2 separate regions of the Sus scrofa genome follow, and region 1 is linked to region 2. The links are chromatin contacts, called in public HiChIP or PLAC-seq maps. All regions are on one chromosome and are shown on one strand. Each heading gives the region's core, a stretch centred on a gene start, on an enhancer-like site or on the middle of the called end of the contact. The rest is flanking DNA. Distances are from core to core; before and after follow the strand shown.

Region 1 (5,136 bases), core at 1,512-4,011, 200 kb after region 2:
TTCTCACTGGATTTCACCGAAATCTTCCAGAAACTGTAATCACAGACCTGATAGTTTTTATGAAATTGCTCAAGCTCAGGCTCAATGAAGCATGGAGTTTGTATCTCCAGAAACATCAGGCGTCCACCTGAATCAGTTGATTTCCTGACATATAAAGGAAATGTCCACATCTCCTCTTGAGACAAAGATATTCTCTCTGCCCATAACTTCATCTTGACACAGACAAGCCTGTATTTTAGGAGCCACCAGGTGTAACATTCTATTTCCAAGTACTAATTTCTGTATTATTTAGGTTTTTTTAAAGACATGAATGACAGAAACTCAGTTCAAATGACTTGCACAGAAAAGGCTTTGGGCTGAATCCAGATATTCAGTGAGGGTTTTCTCTATCTACTGCTTCTCATCACGATTTTATTGACTGGCAAGGTACCCCTCAGTCATGGCGAAATAGCCTCATGTGTGTCACCCAGATTAGCAGCTTTGGGGAAAAAAAAAAATTCTCTTTTCCAGTGATTCTAGAAGTCTCCTGACATTTCCTAGGTGTATTAGTTCGCTACAGCTGCTCTAACAAATTTCCACAAACTGAACAGCTCTGAGCAACATAAATTCAATTTTTTGCCCACAGTTTAGGAGGCTGGAAGTCCAAAGCCAAGGTGTTGGCAGGGCCATGCTCCCTCTGAAGGTCTAGGAAAGAATCCTTCTTTGCTTCCACTTACAATTCTTGGTGTTCTTTTGCTCATGGCAACATGACTCTAAGCTCTGCATCTGAGATCAGATGGCCTTCTTCCCTGTTCTGCATCCAAATGTTTTTCTATTCTTTCAAGAACACTAGTTATTCAGTGAGGGTCCACTCTAACCCATCTTAACTTGGTTATTTCTGTAAAGACCCTATATCCAAATAAGATCATATTTTGAGGTTCTAGGCGGGTGTGAAGTTTTGTGCAAACACTATTCAACCCCATACATGGGGTGTCACCAAGCTCTTTCTCTGCCTAGAGCCTTTGCACCACCTGCAAAGTAACTGAGATTCTTTGATTCTATCAGTACTTTTTAAATCTCACCTCCTCAGAGAGGAGTATGTCTACCTGGATTTTTTGTATTTCTCACAACATGTAATTATTTGTTTACTTTCACCTTCAGAAGAATACAATCTCCCTGGGATTGCAGAGTCCATGCCTGTTTCACTTATTTATCTTAGCATCTGGCATTATCCTTGACACATGGTAGAATTAAGAAATAAATCAATGGATGAGTGATTAGAAGGAGGAATGGGTGCATGGATGGAATGAGTGACTGTAAACAATGGACATTTTCTATTTAATTATACTCGTTTAATATTTTGCTTTTTGCTCTAATGATTATTATATTTGTATGCTTATCTGTTTATATCTGAGTTAATATCTACAGAAAATATTGAGGGCCTTTGATGGGGCAATGTCTAGGAGAAAAAAATGAGAACACCTGGATTCAAAACTTGCTCCCAGAAGCTTATAATTTAAGATAGAAGAAACAGATATTTTAGAAAGAAAATAATAATCACCTTTAGGAGTTTTATCTTAATGGTTGCATTAACTCAACATAATCAAAAAACTGCAACGTTTTAGGTTCATATATAGTTTACATTCTTCTAAAGTTTACACTGAGTAGCAATAAACAAGGCTTTATTAAAGGGTCTGGCACATAAAAAACATTCAATAACTACTAGTGGGATAAATTAGGGAATGGTTTGTAAAGAGGCAGAAGAACCCAACCATTATCTCTAAGAAACAGGCACAGTTTTTGCAGAGCTGAAACTGGCAGAAATCATTAATACCTATAGTGTTCATGAAAGTCTTTCCCAGCAGAATTCCTGGTTGGACTGACTTGTGTGTGGCAAAGTTTGTCTTGCTGTTTGAAAATTTGCGAGAAAGAATCTCCAAATGATAACCAGCTTAGCTGGATGCCTCTCTATTTAATTTGGGAAGACTCCATGATCCCTTTCAGAGAAGGATTGATTGGATTTTTCGTTAATTAAATCCTCCATCTAAGCACGAAAAAGCTCAGGAGTAAACTGAGGATACCATGTGAAAAACAGCATGTTTCACATATATGGGCTGGATTGCAATGGGGCACTTTAAATATATATATTCTTGTCCTCCCCTGGATAGGAGAGTGAAATTTGACTTTTCTGACATAGTACTAAACATGTCTGCTGACAGTCTGAGCCATGGTGTTGGCAGTTGTCTTGGCAAAATGCCTGAGGCTGTGTTACTAATTTATCAGCATTGCCATGCGTATCTGAGCTGGCTTTCTATAATTTTCTTGCTCTCATTCTCTTGGACCCTTAACTGCATTCTCCATATTAGGAGTTAACAGCACTTCTTCCTTTCACGGCACCTGCCATTAGATGAATAATTGTATTCATCCCTGTCCAGGAACCCTTTGAAAATTCCTTTGTTGATCAGCCACACAGCTGTATCCTGAACCTCCGCTGTCAGAGGCCCTTGGAAACGGCTCTCCTAACTCCTTATTGTCCAGCCCGGGACACCGCTCCCCTTGCCTGTGTGCTCCTTGCAAATAACGTCGTCTTGCGTTTCTGACATGATCCTGGACAGTCAAGCTGGTGCTTTTCTTCTCCTGGAGATGAAGGAGCGGGAGTGATTAGTCCTCCTCTCCCTCCCCCCCTCCCCATGTGCTCAGATCTGGGAGCTGCTCTGAGCCTAGACCTGCCTACACGCGTCACAGGCGCTGTCAATTAGGGGAACAGACGTCAATTGGGAGAACCGACAAGCAGGCAGGGCCCTGGCGCTGAACTGTGTCATGTGCCGACTCTGGTTTACACAGAATGAGAGTGGGGCAGTGAGGATCTCTCTGACTCATGGAGTGTTCTTTTTGAAGAGGGCTTTGTGATGTTTGACAGAGGAAGGAAGGAATTCGGACAAAACAAGGGAAGGAAGAATTTGTTATTTCTTGCCACCAGCCAAGTCTCTGGTTCCGGTTCCCAAGAATATAACTTTAATGTATAAGACACATACAAACCTAATTATATATCATTTAAAATTTGATCGGGAGCAACACCATGTCTTTGGAGTCAAGTTCTCTCTTTTGAGCTTACAAAAATAGGAACATGAGAAAAAAAAAAAAAGAGAGAATCATAGTGGATCCCCTACTGCAAATTCCATCACTGATATGTGTGGTTAACACCAATATGGGTGTTGAGTAAACCTAATGCATTATATCTTCTTTAAAAAAATTATGTCTGCTGCATATACATACCATGCTACAATAAGGAGCATGTTTGGATCTTCAGCAAAATGTAAGTAGGATAGTGGTGGGGAAGCGAAAAAAAAATAAAATACAAATTGAGACACAAAAATGAATAAGTTTGGAGAATAATAACAGCTTACACATAAAGCAAATTAATGCCAGATTAATTCAATTATTCATGAAAAGCTATGTGTTATTCTCCTTTATTCAGATAAAATTAAAAGGGATATATTTAATAGAAAACAAAACACAAACTTGGCACATAGATGTGCACATGATAGAAGTTCTTCCATTAATTCAGTAGTAAAGAATTCTAAGGTTCAATTAAACTTTTAGATAATGTGATACCACTTCAGTACACAAATGGCCATGTAAAAGAAACTTGGATTATATAGTAAAATAAATTGTTCTGTGTACTCTTAAAGGTATAAGTTATTTGGAGTACAAGGGAGTCTTCAAATATTAACCCTTAATAAAATGCCAAAACCATCTTTTAAAAGGTAAATAGAAGAAATAAGGTAAATACAACCTGGAAATATTATGGCAATGCTGTTGTCCAGAAAGTTTAAAACCTAGAACCATGCTTCACTGTGTCACCTGCAAATAAGCTAAGGCACAAAGCTTTACATTAAAAAGATGTTAGGAGTTCCCGTCATCGTGGCTCAGTGGTTAACGAATCCCACTAGGAACCATGAGGTTTGCAGGTTCGATCCCTGGCCTCGCTCAGTGGGTTAAGGATCTGGCGTTGCCATGAGCTGTGGTGTAGGTCGCAGATGCAGCTCGGATCCTGTGTCGCGGTGGCTGTGGTGTAGGCCAGTGGCTACAGCTCTGATTAGATCCTTAGCCTGGGAACCTCCATATGCTGTGGGTGTGGCCCTAAAAAAGACAAAATAATAATAATAATAATAAAAGATGTGAGAAACCTGAAATCATGCTGAAAGGATCTTTTCCTGTTTTTTTCATCCAAAAGTAAAAATGTCCCCACTGAAGCTCACCATGGAGAAAAGTATCTGTAAGGGATAATATTTCAGTTGTGCTGACCCTTATTTTCTTAACGTGATAGTTTGCATGTCACTACAAGGCTTTCTGGCATGAACACTTTTAAGTTCTGAACAATTAGCTTCAAGAACAAAAGCATGAAGTGGTGCACAAGTTCTCCACCAGTCAGCTTCAACTGACGATTCACACAGAGGCAGCCACCCGAAGCCAAATTGACTGTTTTTGAGAAATGGCGTTAGGGCTAATGCTCTGCCAATTCCCCAGTTGCTAGTGAACATAGGTTACCTGTTGGCTTTTCGTGTTTACATACACCTGGGAATAAAAATCATAGAAAATGTGAGCCAAAAATACATGGAATGAGATAGAGGTTATATATTCAAATAACAAATTCAGGAAATATGGATGTTAAAGTCATGCTTAGCAAAGTTAAACTGAGAACACTGTTCACTGCTCTTACACGAAAGCACTTATTAGAGTGTAAAAATTCCTATAATATATTATACAAGTGAAATATGATAAAATTAACACTCCACTAATAAGAAAACTCAGTAGAGAAACAACCACAAATGATCCATTATTTATTTTACTTTCACAGAGAAAAATGAGCAAAAAACCATAACTTTTGCATTTTAATAGCAATATTCAGTGTTCACGTTTCCCTATAGATCTAAAAATGCTTTGGTATGTTTTTAAAGTTAATCTATTCTCGATTTAGGATTAAAAAACGAACATTTATTCTATGGTTATGTTTATTTATTCTGAAGAGAACAGGATAAAACTCCCACTGCATTTTTCTATGAGAAATTTCCATTTCTAAAGGAACAACATATTTTTCCACTTGGCAATTCAGCAGTTTTCTAGGGGTCCATGTGTTCTAACACATTTTTGTGG
Region 2 (5,121 bases), core at 504-3,003:
GCGCTCTCACCTGGAGGAGGGGCAAGGCGCCCTCTGGGGTCTCTTTCACGAGGGCGCTAATCTCATTCATAAGGGCTACATCCTCATGACCTAGTCACCTCCCAAAGGCCCCACCTCCGGATGCCATCACATTAGGGCTTAGAATGTCAACGTATGAATTCAAGAGAAACAGCAACACTCAGTCACCTGAAGAAGGCATAAGGAGAGGAGCTGAAATCTCAGCTTCCTTTTCCTTCTTTGCCAAAACTAGAGAGGAAGCTGAAACTATAAGACATAACCTGTTTATTTTCAAAATTTCAGCTGTCTGTGCTGTTCCTGGGACCCATGGCCACAGGAAACTGAGCTGAAACTACCTTCAGTTTTAAGGAGCTAACTAAAGTCCATCACAGTCAATATGAGCTGTGAGTCCTGCCCTTCAGTGTATCGTTAGGACGCTGTGTCTCTCCTCCACAAGGAAGAAGAAGCATCTTTATCAGCTAAGAATTTTGGTTTTGAATGTTCATCATAAAGATTATCTGGATAGAAACAGACTGTTAAAGCTCAGCTAGTGATTACAGATGATCAAATATGTTTGGGGTCCAATCATGTTGCTAAAGCATCGTACCAAAATCAAATGCCCTTTAAAAACCAAGATACTGGATTTCAGGATTTAGGTCATCAGTGATAATGTAGAAGTTAGCTTAATCTTTAATATTTGCTTGAAAAGCTCAAGGCCAGGCCTGTTTTTGCACTGTTCTTTGCCTTTTGAACATAATGCGTTAAGCATCAAGATGATAGCAGAATGACCTTGCAGGACAGACGCCCATCCTTCTGGGTTTACATGGTTAACTTCCTGCTTAGAGCCTGGTAAAGGGCAGGCCCTGGCTGGTCAGGGTGTGTTAGACACACCTCCTGCACTTCCTTCTCCCATGCTTCATTCATCTAACATTTATTGGGCACCTCTGATTCCTGGCACAACACCTTGGTAAAGAGTTTTGCACTTAGAGTAGGTCCCTCATGTGTTTATCTGGGCATCTTTGTGTGGTCATTTTTTAGCAGAAAAGCTTCAGATCACAAAAAAAGGTTCTCTTTAGCATTTTCTCATTTTGAGGTCTGGTTACCAAGTGGCTTTTAGAAGAAAGAAACACAAAGAGCCATCCTAAGTCTTACGTGGAACATTCAAAATCAACATTAAAAGTTCTCAGATATCATTGCTGATTGCTTGACCATATCCAGATAGCTGGCCTAAGTTCAGAACACTTTATGGCCAAGAATTGTTTTTAATTAGTACTATTTATGTCAATATCAGGTTGTGACACATTATCAAATGGTGACAAAAAGTTCTGTTTTTTCCACTGGTTCATGCCCCGTAGTTGTGTCTCTCGAACAAGACCAAATGTCTGTGTAAGCCCAGGCCACTTCTTCTTCCTAGTAGGGCAATGCTGGGCACACAGTAGGCCCAATAATGCATCCACGGATAGAATGAATCCCTAACCTCTGAGTCCCACTTACTTTTTCCGCTCTTAATTATGGGACTAACTCCTAATAGCAAGGGTCTTGGGAACTCCGAAGTAAACAGCATACTGTCCCTTTGACAAGGCAATCACTTTACTGATTCAGCTTGCAGTTGCAGCGCTGCGTACAGTATTAACACTCTCTTACTAGAAAATCATCAGGCAATCATGACGAATAAGGAAGGCATTTCCTGGCAGCTAATGACCAGCATCAGGGAGCTTGCGCTTGACACAAGGCCAGCAGCCCTCAGCCCAGCTGGCGACTACTGAAACCGGACATACCAGGCCTCCCTCAAGGTTACCGTGTATTTGTTTATAAACTGTGAGTATAGTAACAAGGAATGGAAAATGAAGTCATGTTTACGTGCTGCTAAGTTGAAAGTATCTACATCTTCTGACACGTAGCTGTTGTAGTCATACGGCCCAGACTGGTCTCCCTAGGTCTGGGACATGATGTGTATTCAGCTTTTAGGACTTTGAACATGAAATGAAGTCGGCTTTTCAAAGTGGATAGGTAGGATAAAGGTAAGAACAACAGCAGTCGAACTCGAATTTGCTGAGCATTTACGAGGTGTCAAGGGCTGTGCTAAGCCCTTGGCATTGACTGATAGAATCCTCGGGGTGACTGTACAACATAGGGAAGGTTAGTGCACAGGAAGGGACTGGGGCACAGAGAGGAGAAAGGAGCTGCCCCTGGTCCATGGGTAGACAGCAGCAGAGCTTGGGTTTAAGGCAGCAGAGTCCCACTTGCAATTTGCAGAGGCTCACTGCTATGTTGCATTATCACATTTCCACCAATGGCAAAACAAAACAAAACAAAAACCCCTAAACCACTATCAACAAATTATGAAAAAAAAAAAAAAAGAAACATCGTGCCGGCAGTATCCCATGTTGCTTATACATAAGATGACCTCGGCTTTTTCCATAGGACAGTATTTGGAAGTTATGCTATCTCAGCTCACTTAGATAACGCCCAACAAATGAGACAAAATAAACACTCGTCTAAAAACTGAAAAAGCCAAGTGTCAATGAGGCTCTTTTCACAATCTAGGGAAATTCTGCAAGTCCTTTTCGTTTCACCATTATGATTTTTCCAGAAACTGACAATTAAAATTTATAAGTAGGAGTCAAGAGGGACACGTCTCGGGGGAGCTGAAATTTCCTTTCTAGAAAGATCTCTCTTCCTGTCTGAAAACTTTCCTTATGCTTCTTCCAGCAACCCTGTTCCACGAATTGGCAATTCACTTAAGCTAACGAATTTCCATTATTGAGAAACGCGAGGGCCCCTGGAGAAGCAAGATGGCCTTCTCATTACTTACTCATGTTACTTATTCACATGAACATTCAAGTTATTCAATGAGGTTTCCCTTAAAATCCAGCCCCTAATGTCTAGCCCCGCCGGGGTGTGGGGGGGAAGGGAACTGAGTTTGTAAATGATGATTGGAGTGGGAGCAGAAGCTGAGTTTTAGGGGAACAGGAGAATTGGAGTTGTCCCAGCTGTTGTGAGGACAGCAACCACAGAGGAGCCTCAAGCAGAGTGGGGAGGTCGATGGGACCAAGAGAGGGAGGTTGGAGGGAAGATGGTATCATAGCGGCTGTGATGTGACCTCCAGATACACTTAAGAGCAAGAGCCTCTAGCCCTTCCCAACTCTGAGCACGGGAAGCAGGTGACAGCATTGCCACCGTGCTAGAAGGTCTCCTCCGACTCAGCCTGGCATGGCTGGAGCAGAGCTGAGGCCAGGCCCCTCTGCTGTGCCCTCTGCCACCTGCCACCTGTTCCAGCCCATCAGGTGTTCTCAGTGGAGCTGCTTTCAAGGTCTAAAACCATTGCCAGTTGAGCTCAGTACGTGAGGAACTGTCTGGCCCTTTGTCTGTGTCTGGGGCTCATTTTATTGCATTAAAAAAATTTAAAGCAGTTTTACCTTGACTCAGAGCAGTCTGCAACGATGGCACAGGGACTTTTTTTTTTTAACCTAAGTGAGGCTTGAGGTTTATTTGGATCTTTGTGTTTTCCCATGCATGTGAGCACAAAGAAGAACCTGTCCCCTGATGCTAATAAATGTTTTAGCTGTAGGGCTGCCCTTCATGGATTCGTCTCCTTTCCTCTGCCACCACGAACCTAATGGAGGAAGGTCCTCCATGTACCACTGTCCCACAGACAGGCTTGATTTAAAGACAAACATTAGGACTTCCCACTGTGGATTAGCAGGTTAATAACCCAACATAGTGTCCGTGAGGGTGCAGATTTGATGCCTGGCCTCGCTCAGGGGATTGAGGACCCGGCATTGCCAAAAGCTTGGTGTAGGTCACAGACGCAGTATCTGTTGTTGCTCTGGCTGTCGTGTAGGCTCCAGCTACAGCTCCGATTGGACCCTTAGCCCAGGAACTTCCATATGCCGTGAGTGCAGCTATAAAAATGAAAAATAAAATAAAAATCAACCAACATTAGAGATGAATTATAGTGACCGCAGCAGCTGTGGGAGAACAGAGCGGCGTTGAGCTACAGGCCACTTCTCAGTGGCACGATTGTAAACGCCATGATTTTCTTTAAAGGAAAATCATGTACCACATGGGAGTGGGTTATCAGATCAACCCAAACCCACTCTCATTTTATTTTATTTTTTTACATGACAGGAAAACATTTCTTATAATACGTTAGTTGCTTAAATACCCTACAAAGCCATCACAAATTAGGAAGAAATGACTTTCCACTCCCCGCCCCCCCCACCAAAGATTGTCTCTCATGGCCTGTCATAAACTATCACTTGAAATCAGTTTTAACTATCAAGTTAAAAGGCTAGCACCAACTTCAATGGTATTTCAGAAAGTGGAAGTAAATCTAAAATTCATCGGTTTTGGGGGTGGTCATTGTTATGGGCTGAGTTGTGTCCCTTCCAAAAAAGACGTGTTGAAGTCTTAGCCCCCAAAGACCTCAGAAGGTGGCTGTATTTAGAAATAAGGCATTTAAGGTAAAATAGGTCATATGAGTGGGTCCTGATCCAGTAGGACTGGTGACCTTATACAAGAGCATGCTGAGGCGCAGCCGCACTGGACGGAGACTGTGTCAGACCCCAGTAGAGGATGGCCAGGGAGCGACGCCTCTGAGGAAACCAGCCCTGCAGGCAGGTTGACCTTGGTGTTCCAGCCTCCAGAACAGGAGAACACACTTTGCCATAGTTGAAGGGACCCAGTCCGTGGTGCTTTCTTGCGAAAGCGCCGACAAGCTAATGCAGTCATTGAATCTAAATGATGTAACTTTCCTCTTGGCAGATGTCTGCTCTGGATTTATCAGAATGTCCTGGGAAAACAAAAACAAAACCCTGGATTGAGAATCAAACAATGTCTGCTTTATGCCTAGTTTTCTCGTGGATTTCTTTGGTCAACGAAATCACCTCTTCCCTGAGCCGAAATCACCTCTTCTTCCAAATCAAAGTCTTGACCACAATTGACGCCCTTTCTCGCTTCCACCAATAACTCGACTTTCATTAAGATTTTATGTCATGGTCTTATGTAAGATTTCACTTGGAAAAGATGACTTAAATTGCTTAAGACACTTTCGCAAGCCCCCGAACTAAAGGCTCCTTCAGACCACAGCCAAATTGTACCGTTCATTGTGCCAGCCATCTG

Evidence for each region. HiChIP or PLAC-seq counts read pairs in DNA pulled down with a chosen protein or histone mark.
Region 1: an H3K27ac HiChIP or PLAC-seq map of skeletal muscle shows a contact between it and region 2. The contact joins two enhancer-like sites. A contact is called at or near these places in 3 of 47 Hi-C or Micro-C datasets (embryonic fibroblasts, fibroblasts and mesenchymal stem cells) and 1 of 2 datasets of contacts at active chromatin or transcription factors (skeletal muscle).

What each region holds. Positions count from the first base shown.
Region 1 is chr10:22,274,985-22,280,120 of Sscrofa11.1, forward strand. No RefSeq gene overlaps it. Among named protein-coding and RNA genes, the nearest start is that of TRNAE-UUC, 360 kb to the left of the region's middle. Within about 2 kb of position 2,762, at least 32 of the 83 cell types and tissues checked have an H3K27ac peak or open chromatin away from gene starts, as enhancers often do. A contact at or near this core is called in embryonic fibroblasts and skeletal muscle, where this site is marked.
Region 2 is chr10:22,079,193-22,084,313 of Sscrofa11.1, forward strand. No RefSeq gene overlaps it. Among named protein-coding and RNA genes, the nearest start is that of TRNAE-UUC, 160 kb to the left of the region's middle. Within about 2 kb of position 1,754, at least 40 of the 83 cell types and tissues checked have an H3K27ac peak or open chromatin away from gene starts, as enhancers often do. A contact at or near this core is called in embryonic fibroblasts and skeletal muscle, where this site is marked.